Regions from separate parts of the Hordeum vulgare genome. Here region 2 is linked to region 1. Evidence: chromatin contacts called from public Hi-C data. All regions are on one chromosome and are shown on one strand. The core of a region is the stretch at or near the end of the contact, and the rest is flanking DNA. Distances in the headings are between cores, read along the strand shown. Region 1 holds the start of LOC123440298. Region 2 holds the start of LOC123440300.

Region 1 (6,742 bases), core at 1,778-4,277:
AAGACTTTTCGAAAATCCTGTAGGGTGACACTAATGCCCGAGGGAGATGGCGTTGAGTTAGGTAACCACTTGAGAAAGAAGTGGTGTACCGAGGCAAGATATGTGTGTGTGTTCTCGAAAATGGATTAGATTTAAGATGTGCTGACTGTCCCAACCCTAGATGTGCAACCACGATACCCCTTATGGGATGAGGCTTTGTTGATTACTTTGATCGGTACTAGCAGAGAGCCCGCATTACTAGGGGCGGGAGTGATGTGGTCACTCTATACGGGGTCGTGCCGGAAAGGACGACCATGGGCTGTTTTCACAAACAGTGAGCACACCGTTGTGTGCCCTCGTGGATGATATTTGTGATGTAGATCACGAGGGATGGCACCAACGATTAGACTCTTTGTTAGTACCATGATGGGAAAGGTAAATGTTCACGTACTTACCTCAGGAATGGAAAATACCATGAGTCGTGGATTGAAACGGAAGTTTTGCGAGTCTTATGGGTAAAGTGTGCAACCTATGGAAAGCGTAAAACCATTCGAATGGTCGTGTCCACGGTCATGGATAGTTGATGGCGCTCCTTAGACTATATCCAGATATTTTCACAAACTTGGTGTATGTGTGGGAGAAAGATGATAGTGTGAGAAAGATGATGCTTGAGCGAAGTTAGATAACTTGACATGAATAATGAACATGAGATAGCTTGTTCGTATGGATATCCGTGACCTGTTGATGTATGCTTTTACAAGTTATATTGATCATGTTATTGCACTTAAAATTTAGCTTTCTGCAACTTCCCTATTAGTGCAAATTCATGCATTGTTATACCATTGTTCCAAAACATGGGTTGTTTGCGAGTACATTCAAAGTACTTATTGGCTTGCCACTGGTTATTTAATTGGCCAAACATGGAAGAACAGGAGTATGATGAAGAGTTTGTTAGAGATGAACTCGCGAACTAGTCAGAATGTATGCAGGGTTAAGGTAGATAGCATGAGTTCACGCTTTCGTTTAAGAATTTCGCTGCTAGTTATGTTTGATGTGTTGGCTTTCGAGGCCCTATCTATGTAAGAATTGACCTTAATGATCTTTATTTGTATCAGGCGGTATGTATGGATGTAAGACTCTTGTTATTCAGCTTCCATGTGTTCAATGAGCATTGATCTCTAGGATCACTCTACATGAGCATTCGGTGATCACGATTTATAAATCGGGGTCCCCACACGTAGTCACGTAGATCGGAAGATCTACTCCTACCACATGGTGAGATCTAGCTAGAGCTAGCAGAGACGAGGGGGTTATTAATCTCACGGATGCCATCGAAGGAGGCGCTGGACACGTCGAAGAAGAGGAGCTATCGATCCGCCGCCACCATCAACGGTCATTAAAGCATTTGTGTCACTTACCTTGTCGTCGATGTGGAACCGCACCAGAGGAGAAACTCAAGGGAGGGGGGGGGGGGATGGCGGGAGTTTTGCCGTTGCGGTGGCCTGGGCTATATACGGCGTAAGACTTGGCGAGCGATGACGCAAAATCGTCTCGTCGTTTTTTGAAGACCCGCACGAGCTACTGCTATCTCCCTCCTCGCAAGAGGTCAGTGTCGTGTTTTCCTTCCCTCTATCACTCGAGCCTAACTCGTTTAAAACCGACGATTCAAATGTTTCTAGCGGGCCTAGCTGAGGAGGTCTTTTAGGTTTGTGCTGGTTAAGATTCTGATGCGAGCCACGCAACCAAACACTCAGTTTTTTTTTCTCGGGTGGATCTGACTAGACCTAATGCGAGGTAACCAACCACATCCATGATGTATGAGCAGACTATAACCTGTTGCCATGAAATAAAACTGAATATTTCCAGTGACAAAAACACCTTTTTTTCCCGGTGGATAAAACACCCTGTGAACAATTTACCTTGTCATTTCTCAAAAGAAAGTGAAGAAATTACCTTGCCAATCATTCACAGATTTCATACACACGCGCGCGCACGGCACTGCAAGTCTGCAACGATAGAGACCGGTAGCTGGGAGCTCGCCAGCGCTGCGTCCACCGGATTAACTAATCAGTGGAGTAACAAGCCATGGCGGCATTAATTAAGCTCTATCCGCTCGGTCGCTTGCGTTTGGTACAGAGGTGGAGGAGCGGCGAAAGCGAGGGCTCTGCGCAGGTGGACGTGGCGGGAGGAGGGCGCGCGCGGGCTCCACCTCCCCGGTGTCGTGGACGCGCTCCCGCTCACAAGTTACAAGCAGGCGTCCCCACCACGCCACCACCACATGCACGCAGCCGCAGAGAAAAGATCTTGCTCCCTTCCCTTGGTTTGGTCGCTCCTCTTTGCCGATTCGCCGGTAGAGTTCCGGCGTGTACGCACTAGCTGCTTTGGCACGTCTACATACCTGATGAATGTAATGTAAGCACGCACGTCGTGTGTATTCTTGCATGCATGCATGCCTTGGTGCAATCTGCAAGCACTGCCATGCAAAAAAACAAAACAAAAAATACAGATAAAAACGGAGCACGTATGAATATGATTTGACGTAGGAGTCGGTTTTGCTCTCTCCATACCTTCTCAAACAAACATCCTGAAACCTCGGAGGTCGGAGAGCTTATCTACGAACACAATAATTCTAGCAGCTGGGAAATGCGACGAAGTTTTTATGCGTTTTCTTTGTGAGGCCACGTGGAGGGTGGCAGTAGGCCGGTGTCCCAAGCACGTGGGAGGTCGAGTCGACCCACGCGATCAGCAAACCGGCGGACTATACGGGAATGAGTCATGATCGATAGACGATACGAACCCGATTCACCTGCCTGTGGGCACCCGTCATGGCAAGCTCCCATTGGCCGCGGCCGGGGAGCCACCATCGGGACGCCCGCAACGGACGCGCGGACCCTATCGCCCGGTCGCCCCGCCGCCACGTGTGCTCGTACCGCCACTCCGTTGGAGCCACGTGTGCCCGTCGTTTGGCGACACGATTCTCCAGGGCCCAGAGCCGGCTCGTATATATAGCCTGGCCGTGCCCCCTCCCGGCCATCTCGTCCACAGCAAATTCTTCCAGTCCAGCTGACAATCAAAACGCACTCGCGGCAGGCAGCCACATCACATCCCACGCACGAAGAAGAGCGGCGGTGAGACACGTACGTACGTGTCGTGTATTTGTGGCGCATACCAACGTATAGCCCATAGCATTCGGTAAAGGTTGCCGCCGGAGATGGGGATGGTGCAGGTGCAAGGTGTGGCGGCGTCGGGGAGGATGCCGTCCATGGAGGCGGAGCCCAAGACGCTCACCCTCGAGCAGCTCAAGTACGCAAGGGTACGTATGTGCATGCCACTCTTATATACGTACATACCACGTAGATTGCATGTATACATGTCCGTCTGCGTATACGTAATCTGTACAAATCGGTGTGTGGGTTTTCTTTAGGTTTTCGGTTAGTTTTCCTTATTAACTGATCAATTCTTCTTCTTCTATATGACAAGACAGAGCTATTGCTGGTTTCTCAAAAAGATAATTATACAAATCAGGCAGCTTTTCCCCCTCCCAAAGTCCGAAATCCGATTCATCACCACTAAAGTGTTCTCCCTCCTATCTTCCTTGCTATAATCAAACTAAGTTAATTTTGTGTGCGCCTACTAAACCTGTTAGGATAGTGCTATCTACAGGATATACTTTTAGTTTCTTTCTGTAGTGTGGATATACATATAGTTTTTTTAGGGGGTGGATATACAGATCGTTGGAGAACAGGATTACACCATAATAGTCTACGGCCACATATCCTGTAAAAAATACTTCTTCTTTAAACTAATATAAAAGCGTTTAGATTATTAAAATAGTGATCTAAACATTTTTATAGTACTTCATTATATTTTAGTGAACATTTTCATGACAGACCCCCTCAAGTATAAGATCCATTTATTCCTACTGATTTTGTGGATTAAAAAGACAATTATAATTGAAAAATAAGAAGTCCAAAAGTGAAGTTAACACTGAAATCTGAAAATATTATTTATAACAATTTACAAAATTAAAAGGTGTTCAATGGTAGGTTTCTAATGGTTCCAGAGCAGAAAGGCTGAAATTATTCAACTCGACCATCTTTTCCACGTGTAAGTCTACCGTTTCCCTTTGGTGATTAGTGGCCTCCCTGTAAAGTCAAGTCCATCCAATTTCCAATCATCTCTACAACACCCTACATTTGAACAAATCATCGTTGAATACACCAGTGTACACCTATACGAAAGCCTTAAAGGGGACTCTTGATAAAACGTATGTGCTGGATCCATCCACTCAAGGGATTCTAAACATGTATGTTTGTCTTTGACAAATTAAAGAACTCTAATCCCTCCTGCCAAAAAAGAAAATGTATTCCCGCATGAGATGGAACATGCAATTTCCTTGTTTCTTTGCGAATAAACTATTTTCCTGGTTGAAGTGAATAAATAAATCTACAATGTTTTCTACAAAATTATTTTACATCCCATAATATATACGCCCTTGTAAATTTGGAGGGTCGCAGTCACCCAAACAATGTAGAAAGAAACACCTAACAAATAGTACTACAGTGAAAAGAAATTGCTAAAGGGCTTGTTCGGTTAATCTCTTCTAAAAAACAATGCAGAAAGAAACACATAACAAATAGTACTACAGTGAAAAGGAATTGCTGAAGGGCTTGTTCGGTCAATTCTTTTCAAAAAAGAATTGAAGAGGATTAAAGGAGATTAAGGTGAAATTTAACTTTTAAGAAATTTAATTCCTCTCAATCTCCTCCAAACCTCTTAAACTGAACAAGGCCGAAACGAAGATGCTTTTCCCGCAAAAATAAATAAATTGAGGTGTTTATATATACACACATGTGCGATTGCTATGCTGCATGCGCTGCTCAATGTTTATGCCCTTGGGTCGGTCTCTGTTCGCACGAAAGTTGTGTGTCGACGTGTCGTACGTACGTCCTGGTCACAAGAGAAAACAGTCATGACATGGACGTTACCCACCACAATTTAATCTCGCTTGTTTACGTATCCTGCACGTATGTACATTCCTTCTGTACTCACATCACCCATGTAACTTGTACGTATATATGCACGTGAGTACATAAGCCAGAGCAGCTTGGAACGTTTGCTAAAAGAAAATATCGGATTTCCCCCCACTTGGGTAGTTAATTGACATAGATACATTAATCGAAAATTGCAGGAGGCGGCGCTGTACGTGGTGAGCACAAGGACGACGGAGGAAGCCATCAGGATCTTCACGGAAGGGCTCAAGCCTGTGCGGGGCGTGCGGAAGATGGGCTCCTCCACGACGGACTCGTCGGACGACGACGTCGAGCTAGGCTCGTCGGAGGATTCGACGCCGCGCGCCGGCGGCGGCACGGGTTGCCGCCCACAAGGACGCTCCATCAAGAGGGACATTGCCACTGCACCTTTCTAGCTAGCTTGCGTGTTTTGTTTGGGAAATTTGATCTTTTCTACGCTACTTTTGTTTCCTGGCCTGGTAGTTTAGCTCTAGCTTCGGCTGGTTTAAAGCGCGACAAATTTTGGGGTGCGTCCTGGCCCAGAGAGGGCTACAAGAGACGTGAAGCTGGCCCGCACGACTAGTATGCCGTTGTTGCGTGTGTGTGTGCATGTACATAGCAGCAGACTGTACTTTAGTTCTTTGGCTTCAAATTAAATCTCCTCGTGCTCTTCCATGCATGTGGACTCTCACGGGGCATCCATTTTTTTTTCTTTTTCTTTTTTTGCAAAATGAAGACAGGCAAAACGTCGGGGACTGTTTGGTTATCTGCACTTTTGCACGCTTGTCAGGGCCTGTTTGGTTATCTGATGAATTCCGGGGAGCTGCTTGATATTTGCATCATGAGAAACTGATGGAGTGTATACAACCTCTGTGTGACGTTCTGCGTGCCGTTTGATTTCCTGAATCTACCCTAACCCGCATTTTCTCTCGTAGCGTGAATTACACTGTAATGAGCCTGCATATGAAAAAAAGGCTGATTTGGGCATTCTCAAAGCCCAACCCACATTCCCTTCTGCGTAAATTGCACTACAATGAGCCTGTATGTCAGGAGCCGAATCCACATCATCTCTGTGCTGTAATTGCACTACAATGAGCCTTCATGTGAGGAAACGGCTGATTCGGGCATTCTCTTAGCCAGCCCATCCCCCTTAGCGTAAATTGCACTACCCATTTGGGCTTTCTCAAAGCATCTACAGTCGCGATGGGCTCATTCGCCCCTGGAACGCCTTATATTTTCATTTGCATATCCGCGTATCTCATATCCGGCAGCTTATATTCATATTACACATAAAACATGACCTACTCTATGTGATCAAATATGGACAACAAAATCGGCTACAAACAAAGAACAAGATTGGATGTAAACGGGCATAACAAACTTTGCATAATTCAAAAAATCATCTGAGTTCACAGAGTGGTGTGAGGCCAACGGGACGCGCCTAGGGGGTGGTTGTGATAGCCTGGCTTATTAGGAATGATAGACTACTCATATCAATAAGGAATTCCTTCTTTTTCGAAAGCCCATTCAAACTCCCAGGTTAAGCGTGCTCGGTTTGGAGTAGTTCTAGGATGGGTGACCGATCGGGAAGTTCATCCCGGGTGCGCATGAGTGAGGACAAAGTACGCAGAAAAGACTAATATTAATATGTGGGGCCAGTCTAGATCCCGTCAGGAGTAACGACCGCCGGCGGGTGTGTCCGGCGTTACAGTGGTCGTGCCCTGGTGTCTTGGGGCCACCTCCCTTGGCCT
Region 2 (7,501 bases), core at 2,583-5,082, 340 kb before region 1:
TAGGAAAAATTATGATTACGCCATAAACAACAGGAAGGTTAGCAACAAGTCTATCTACGAAAGCTAAAATCTACAAAAAGAAATGCTGGATGAAAGTACTAAGTTCAATTATATTGTGTACATGTACTGACATCATCAAGAACCTTGATTCCTTGAAAACAAGCTTAACCTCCACCAAGTATAAAAAGCAGTCAAGGTCAAGTGCTTCTTTGAGTTATTTGATCAAAGGTGCGTGGGCAATTGACACAACTCATTTATTTGTAGGGACTTCATTTGTATGTCTTGATAAGTAAAACTTTAATGTTACAAGGAAGCATTTTTTTATAACCTTATTTGATGGCGTTTGCGTGAATCATCAGGTTAAGTTATGGTGCTGGTATATGTGCTTTGAGTCTGCATCAAGCTTTGACACTTGAGTGTTTTGATGTTTTATAATTCATCTCTAGCTTTGGGAGGTCTTGTAGATCAGTAAACGGCAAAGTTAGGTCATGTTCTGAAGTCATCCAGCTCCAGGCTTCACAAACTTCACGAAGGAAATTGTGCCGAACGTTTGGGCTCCGAGAAGCCAAATTCTCGAAGCTAGGCCCGATGCCAGTGCAAGAACGTGGAGCAGCGTTGGGCCAGCTCCATCGAAACTGAAAGGTGGAGTTTGCCAAATTATGCCGGTATGCCACCGCCAAACTTACCGATTCGTTCCCCACCCCTGAAAACCTATCGAGCAACATACCCCTGCTCGTTCCCCTCGAGCCGCTAACCCTACCGACGCCGCGCGCCCCACCACCGCGCGTGCCACCGTGCAGTCCCCGGCAGCCGCTCCTTCCCAGCGATAGATCGAGCCATTCCAGGCCAACCCCAGCCAGTTCCCGTCGACACAGCCCGCAAGACCACAACCTAAGCACCGACGCCATTGATGTCGTGCTCAACTCGCAGGAGTCTGCCTCACCTCACCTGCTGGCCCCGAAATGGGCTGCCTCCAGCCGGCCCAACACGCACAACCCGCCCAGATGGGCTGCATCGCTGAGGGAAGCTGCAGTCGGAGCCGAACAGGATTGGAATCGCTGGCTGGAGCAAGAAGCCGTGATGAAAAGCTGGTTTTCTGGAGTTCCGAGAAGCTGGAGAGCCTCCGTACACGCCCTTAATCCTGATGTTTTTGCAGAAATTGCGGCTTCGTAACAATTCAGTACTAATAATACATGGCAAGCGACGAAAATTTCATCATAAGCACTGTTGATTTGGTCTGAAGCTACACCCTCATGTCTCCACACTTAGCAAATAGGCAGTATACTACAAACATAGTTTGAGTATACTACAAACATAGTTTGAGCAAAACTGCAAAGATCTAGACTAAAACACCTGATTCCACTGTAATAATCTCAGTTTCAAAATTCAGAGTCTTCTGCTGCACTTGAATCTCACAGCCCATGGCTCTTAAAAGGGAAAAAAGTGCAAAGTAGACAAAAATTATCTATTCTAATAATACATATAAACTCGAGCAGAGAAGTCTGAAGCTACTGGGACTTACCATCGGCGTGCCGGTCGTTGACGAAGAGGGGGAAATCGAGCCAAGTCTCGGGAGAGGTCGAGATGTGCCTGACGAAGACCACCACCTCCTCCGTCACACCCACCGCATCCACCTCATCCTCCTCCTCTTCCTCCGGCGCGAAAGGCAGGAAGGAGGAGGCGATCTTGGAGATCTCCGCCACGGCGTTGGCGTTGGACAGCATCGAGATGCCGCTCCTCACCCTGCCCCCGATCTCAGCCAGGTCGTTCCGGATCCCGGCGACCCGCGGGGACTGGGGCCCATACTCTCCCTCCGCGTCCGCCTCCGTCTCAGCCGCCGCCGTCGACGCCTCGGCCCCGGCCGCCGGCGGCGGCGCGAGGAAGGAGGCGACGCCCCAGAAGCGCCGGGTGAGGGACTCGGTCAGCTCGGAGATGTCGCCCTTGACCCCGCGGCCGGGGGTGTCCGGCTGCTCGTCCTCCTCGGCGTTGGCGGCGTGATCCGGGGTTCTGTCGCCGGAGGCCGCCTCGGAGTGGCCGTCGTCGTCGGGGGCGGAGGAGAGGGTGGCCGCAATGGAGCGCGCGAGCCACGACATCGCCGGGAGGGAGCTCGTGCCGCAGTGGAGGGTGGAGTGGGGCGGCTGGCTGATCAAGCGGAGGCCGGATGACGTGCGGTAGGCGGTAGGGGATATGGACTGGCGGCCGGCGGACCGGAGGACTAGTCACTGGTGCCTAGTACCGGTAGAAGAAAGATCGACGGCCTCGATGCGGATAGTTTTCAAAGGTTGTTTTAGAAAGGTTAATTTTCAAAGTTGACCCCGAGAAACATGAATAATTTGCTCTGCTTTTCTCTGCTCCAAAGTGCACATCTCCGCAGTTCAAACAAAAAAAAAGTCCACATATCCGCAGTTCAAAAAAAAAAAAAAAGGGTCCACGTCTCCGTATGCTGACGCTTTCGTCCCTAATTGCTTTGCTTAAGGATGATGTAAATGTAATGCAATGGTGGTGTGTCCGTGTCTTCGGCTTTCTCTTTGGTCCTCTCTGTGCCAAAATCAAGGTGCAAGTAGCCAATCGTCAGAAAAATAAAAGTAAGAAGGAAAAGTCAAGGTGGCTTCTCTCGGGAGACATGGCCTAGGGCATGAGCAATGGAAGCATCACCTTGATGCTGTTCCATGTATTTGTTTAGATCTAAAGGTTTTTTTTAAAATGTTGGTAGTTGCTCTACGAAATTCATTGATCAAGAAAGAAAACAGAATACAAGGATACCCCAAGGAAGCTAGGCACAAGAGTAGTGTCGAAAGGAGGAAGAAGAAATAGCAAAAAAAAAAACAATGTCTAAGTTAATCGGTCCTGGTCGAAAGGAATTCTTGCTCCAGCCATATTCCATGGGATGATCTCTTCCTTTAATCTCGTAATAAAGATGTCCAACCCAAAGATTCATTTTTGAAAATGCGCCTATTCTTCTCATTCCAAATTCTCCACGTAAAAAGTTGAATAGAGGAAAGGGTTGCTCTTTTAGTTTCCTTGCTGGCTGCCTGGTAGCAATTGCACACCCATAGTTTTATGCTGCTCGTCGCCGGCCAGCACAGGAAGTTTGGGGAGGGAGGCAACAGAGGCCCAGGTGCTACACGGTCTAAAGTATTAAAACTATTGTTCTTCATCTAACGAAGGCAGTCATATGTATATGTCATTATAATGGACCCATCTCAATTCTTTTCTCCCCCATCTATTTCTTCCTCCTTCGTTCTTCATCTCTCTCTCTCTCTCCTTTTTTCTTTTAACTTTTCTTATGGAGCACCTACCTCCTTCGCAGGAGACGGATTTTTGTACAGAGCATCATCCGAACCTAAGTTGCTGGCTCCGAGCCGAGCTAGACCTGCGGGGCAGCACGATGAGGCAGCCCGTTGGTCATGCCCTCACTAGCAGACACTCAAAACAATAGAGGTAGCTGTCGTTCGATGGTTTACGTAATTACGTGCCCTCAAACAAGCAACGGTAGAAAAGTTTTACAATTGAATATTTAAATTTACTAATTCTCATCTAGATAAGAATTAGCAAAGTCTCATCTAACTTCTTCACATCATTTGAATAATCAAACAAAGTATAAAAATAAAAAGTCTGCATGAATCTTCATAAAAATCAAGTAACGTACTTCCTTCGTTTCTAAATATAAGACTTTAAAGAGGTTGCATTAGTGGACTATATGCGGATGTATATAGACATACAGTAGTTTAGAGTGTAGATTCACTCATTTTGCTTCGTATGTAGACTCTTAGTAAAATATCTTAAAAGACTTATATTTAGAAACGGGGGGAATATGAGTTAAATGTGACTTGGTTAAGTCTCATCTGGATGAACGTTAGACACAGCGTTAAATATTTGTCGGCCGAATTGTAACACACGTATGCACGTACGCAATGATTCGGTGAATCAACAGACGTAGCGCGTGCGAGTTGGCCAGCCGATCAACTTGGCCCTATCCTCCAAAACAGTGGACAAATTCCTTGCGAATCCATCAAAACACCTGCAGATCCTGACCACTTCCCTCTTATCCGCCGGTACCAAGCGGCGGTTCACGCGGACGGAACGGGCAAGGCAACGTCGAGCTACGGAACGGAGAGCATATATATATCACGAGGTGATCGAGGTGCCATTGTACACTCTCATAACGCAGCGGTCCGTCCATCGACCTCAAAGGCAAGCTACTGTATCATAGCGCTCGATCTTGCGTTTCCCGATCCGAGAAGCCGACGCAGCTCCTTCCGGTGCGCACACACAAGGAAAGGATGAAGAAGGGTGGCAGGAAAACCAGCGGGTGCTTCTGCTTCTCCTGCCTTGGCGCGCCCATGCGCGCGCTGTCGAGGGCGTGCGACCTCTACGTGAGCGGCATGTCCGGGTGCGCGCGCCGCATGCCGGCGGGGGCGGTCGCGGGCGGCCGCGGCCCCGGCGGCTTCGGCGGGTCGGCCACGACCATGCACCTGCGGGCGAGCTCGGACCGCGCCGACGACCTTGTCCGCGCTGCCTCGAAACAGCGCCGCGTCGCGCCCGAGCCGGCGGACGTTGGGGCGGGGCAGAAGAAGGTCCACCTTAGCCAGGCGACGGCGGCCGTCCCGGCGTGGAGAAAGCGTCCGGCGATGGTGACCATCGCCGAGGACGCGCCGTTCGAGTTCGGCGCCTGCGCGCTGAAGCGGCCAGAGATGAGCGGGCGCGGCGCGGCGGTGGGCGGACTGGCAGCCAGCGGCGGTGGTTTTGGCGCCATCAAGGTGGGGAGCAAGGCCTTCGAGACCCGATCGTGACACGTGCGTGCAATGAACGCGCGTGATAAGATTAGGCGTCCATTGATTGATTCCACTGTCTTCCTCTTGATTACTTCTTGTTAATAGAGTATGGTTAATAGTATATCCAGATACCGGTTATAAGGCATTGTCATGTCATCTATAATCTATATTAATTTTTATAGTCAGCTTACTCATCTTTATTGTATTTGTTCGTGACAGGTTGATAACGATAGCAAATAGAACCATATGCGATCTCTCACATGACTCGTCATATAAACACATCAATGGTCACTAAGAGCATCTACAGCCGGATGCTCTAAATTCGACTCGCTATACGCCCGCACACGAGTCCGGTTGCTTTCGTAGACAGTAGCCGGTCACACCAACCAGCTACACTCCATGCTAGTCTCTCATATTTTAATCCTTATTTACATACAAAGTATGCAAAAAAAAATCCTACTCCCGCCATTCCTAAATATAAGACCTTTTAGAGATTACACTATGGACTATATACGGATATATATATAGACATATTTTAGAGTATAGGTTCACTCATTTTACTCTGTATGTAGTCCATAGTAGAATTTCTAAAAGGTCTTATATTTAGGAACGGAGGGAGTAGTTACTATAGTAGCTATCATCGTCGCAGACGTTCACGATGTCGATGTCGGGTGTCGGGTAGACAGGCATGTAGGAGGGATCCGGCTCCTCCTCCTCCTCAACCTCATCCAAGTAAGGCGAGCATCTTCGCCTTCAGCTCCTTCCAGAGACGACGTCTAGCCTCCACATCCGACTTCGAGTGGATGGAATAGAGGATGGCTTGCTGCTCCGCGTGCTGCTCTGCGTCCCCAGCGTCCCCCCCACAACCTTCGCCGGCTCCTCCCCCTCCACCAACTCCTTCTTCAGATCCATTATATCCGGAGGTAGCCCCGTAACGATTCGGATCTGCTCAAGGAGTTGCAGCTGATGCTCCGGCTTTAGAAAGTGATAGCGGTGTGGGGGCATGACTTAAATACCAGGGCTAGGGACGACGCGGCGATAGAAGAGAGGAAGAAAATGTGGAGGGATAGGGTTTCGATGCCGGCGAACGGCAGGAGGGAAATGTGCAAGGGTATGGTTGCAGTGCCTGTGGTCGGCTTAAATAGCCCGTTTAGGGGCTATGCGGACCGTCGAACCGGCGCCATGAGTCGTTGACATACCCCTCATCGGAGGAGGCGTCCATCACACAACCAGGTTTTCGAATGATTTCGCGTGGGTTCACGACGTCAGACCAACTGGATCGGGTTTTTTGTGACCAAATCAGCTTGTCCGGATGTTTGTGACGGGTTTGAAAGATTCGATTATAGATGCTCTAAACTCTTATGAGCACATTGGTCACTCTTCTTTTAGAAAGTGATGAAGTGGTCACTTTGGCTTGTTTTTAATAGTAGGAAGTCGACTTAGGAGTCTACGTGGGCCCCATGGTTATAATAGTTCGCGGAAAAATAAGTGCATGGGTGAATATTGAAGAATGAGGCTGGGGTCTTTTGTAAATAGACATTAGAGGCCACATCGTTTAAAACCCTAACTAACATCGCTCTACCTTACTCACTGTCATACATACCCACATATATTTATCCTTATAAACATATATGTATACCCTGTTTTTATAAACACCTTCATAAACCGAACTAACACATCGTCTTAACTTAACAAGTGTTCACATCCCACGTTAGTTGGCTGATGAATTTTGTCAATAGAAAAACAAATGATACGAACTCCGGCTTTACATATGCATGCATCAATGGTTGAGTATTAAAGTTGAGAAACATGTACAAAATAGATATTTAATTTTTTTTAATCGAGTCTATCGTAATAATTGAGTTTAAGTAGTAAATAATTCGATCAAAATTAAACAAGAGTTTAACGTAACACAAACCAACGAGCCTTGTAAATCCTGTTGGAGGGAGTAGTATTTTCCTTGTTCCACAGTCCACGTCACCATATGTTAACGCTTCCTTCCCTAATTGCTTTTGCCTAAGGTCTTAAGGATGATGTAGACGTGCAATTAAAAATAAAAGGATGATGTGAACGTCATGGCGTGTGTCTTTGTCCTCCGCTTTCTCTTTGGTCTTCTCTGTGTCAAAATTATGGATCGTCGGATTCTTCTTTCTTTGAAAAGAAAGGAGAACGAAAGGTTTGGTAAGCACCCCGTCGCCGTTGCTTGTTTCAGAGCTCGCAACGCACTGGAAGACATCGTTTTGATTGTCTACAAAACCATGCCTCATCCGCAAGTTGTTTTGTATTTGTCGGCCGATTTGTACGCGCAGAAAATGACCAGCATACATGCATGTATGGCATGCACATACGCAATGATTCACTGAATCACCAGATGCGACGTGCGAGTTGGCCAGCTGATCAACTTGTTGCTCAACCCTGTCCATGAAGCCGTGGACAAGTTCCCGCGAACCCATCAAGATGCTTGCAAATTCTGACCATTTCCACCGGTACATAAAATCTTTAAAAAGATTTATATTTAGTAACGAAGGGTGTAGAAGCCATCCATCGAGTTCTATGAAAGGGGGAAGGCATCCCCCTCGACGAGCTAGCTATATGGCACTAGTGCTCGATTTTGTGTCTCTCTCTTGCGAGAAGTTGGAGGCCAACAGTTCCGGCACGTAGAGCAGATGATGAAGGTGGCGAGAAAACGAGCGGGTGCTTGTGTTGGGATTATATGTCCTTCAACT

The links. A called contact is a pair of places that touch in the nucleus more often than the background predicts.
Region 2: a Hi-C map of seedling shows a contact between it and region 1, with 6 times the contacts expected there. The contact joins the promoter of LOC123440300 here to the promoter of LOC123440298 in region 1. A contact is called at or near these places in 2 of 6 Hi-C or Micro-C datasets (leaf and seedling).

The regions. Positions count from the first base shown.
Region 1 is chr3H:500,377,576-500,384,317 of MorexV3_pseudomolecules_assembly, reverse strand. It overlaps LOC123440298, which reads left to right and starts at 3,027. Exons shown (of 2, transcript XM_045116875.1): 1 at 3,027-3,292; 2 at 5,171-5,706. The coding sequence starts at 3,191. The coding sequence ends at 5,407.
Region 2 is chr3H:500,715,332-500,722,832 of MorexV3_pseudomolecules_assembly, reverse strand. It overlaps LOC123440300, which reads left to right and starts at 3,832. Exons shown (of 1, transcript XM_045116878.1): 1 at 3,832-4,973. The coding sequence starts at 4,284. The coding sequence ends at 4,793. It overlaps LOC123444497, which reads right to left and starts at 2,206. Exons shown (of 3, transcript XM_045121226.1): 1 at 1,523-2,206. The coding sequence starts at 2,093.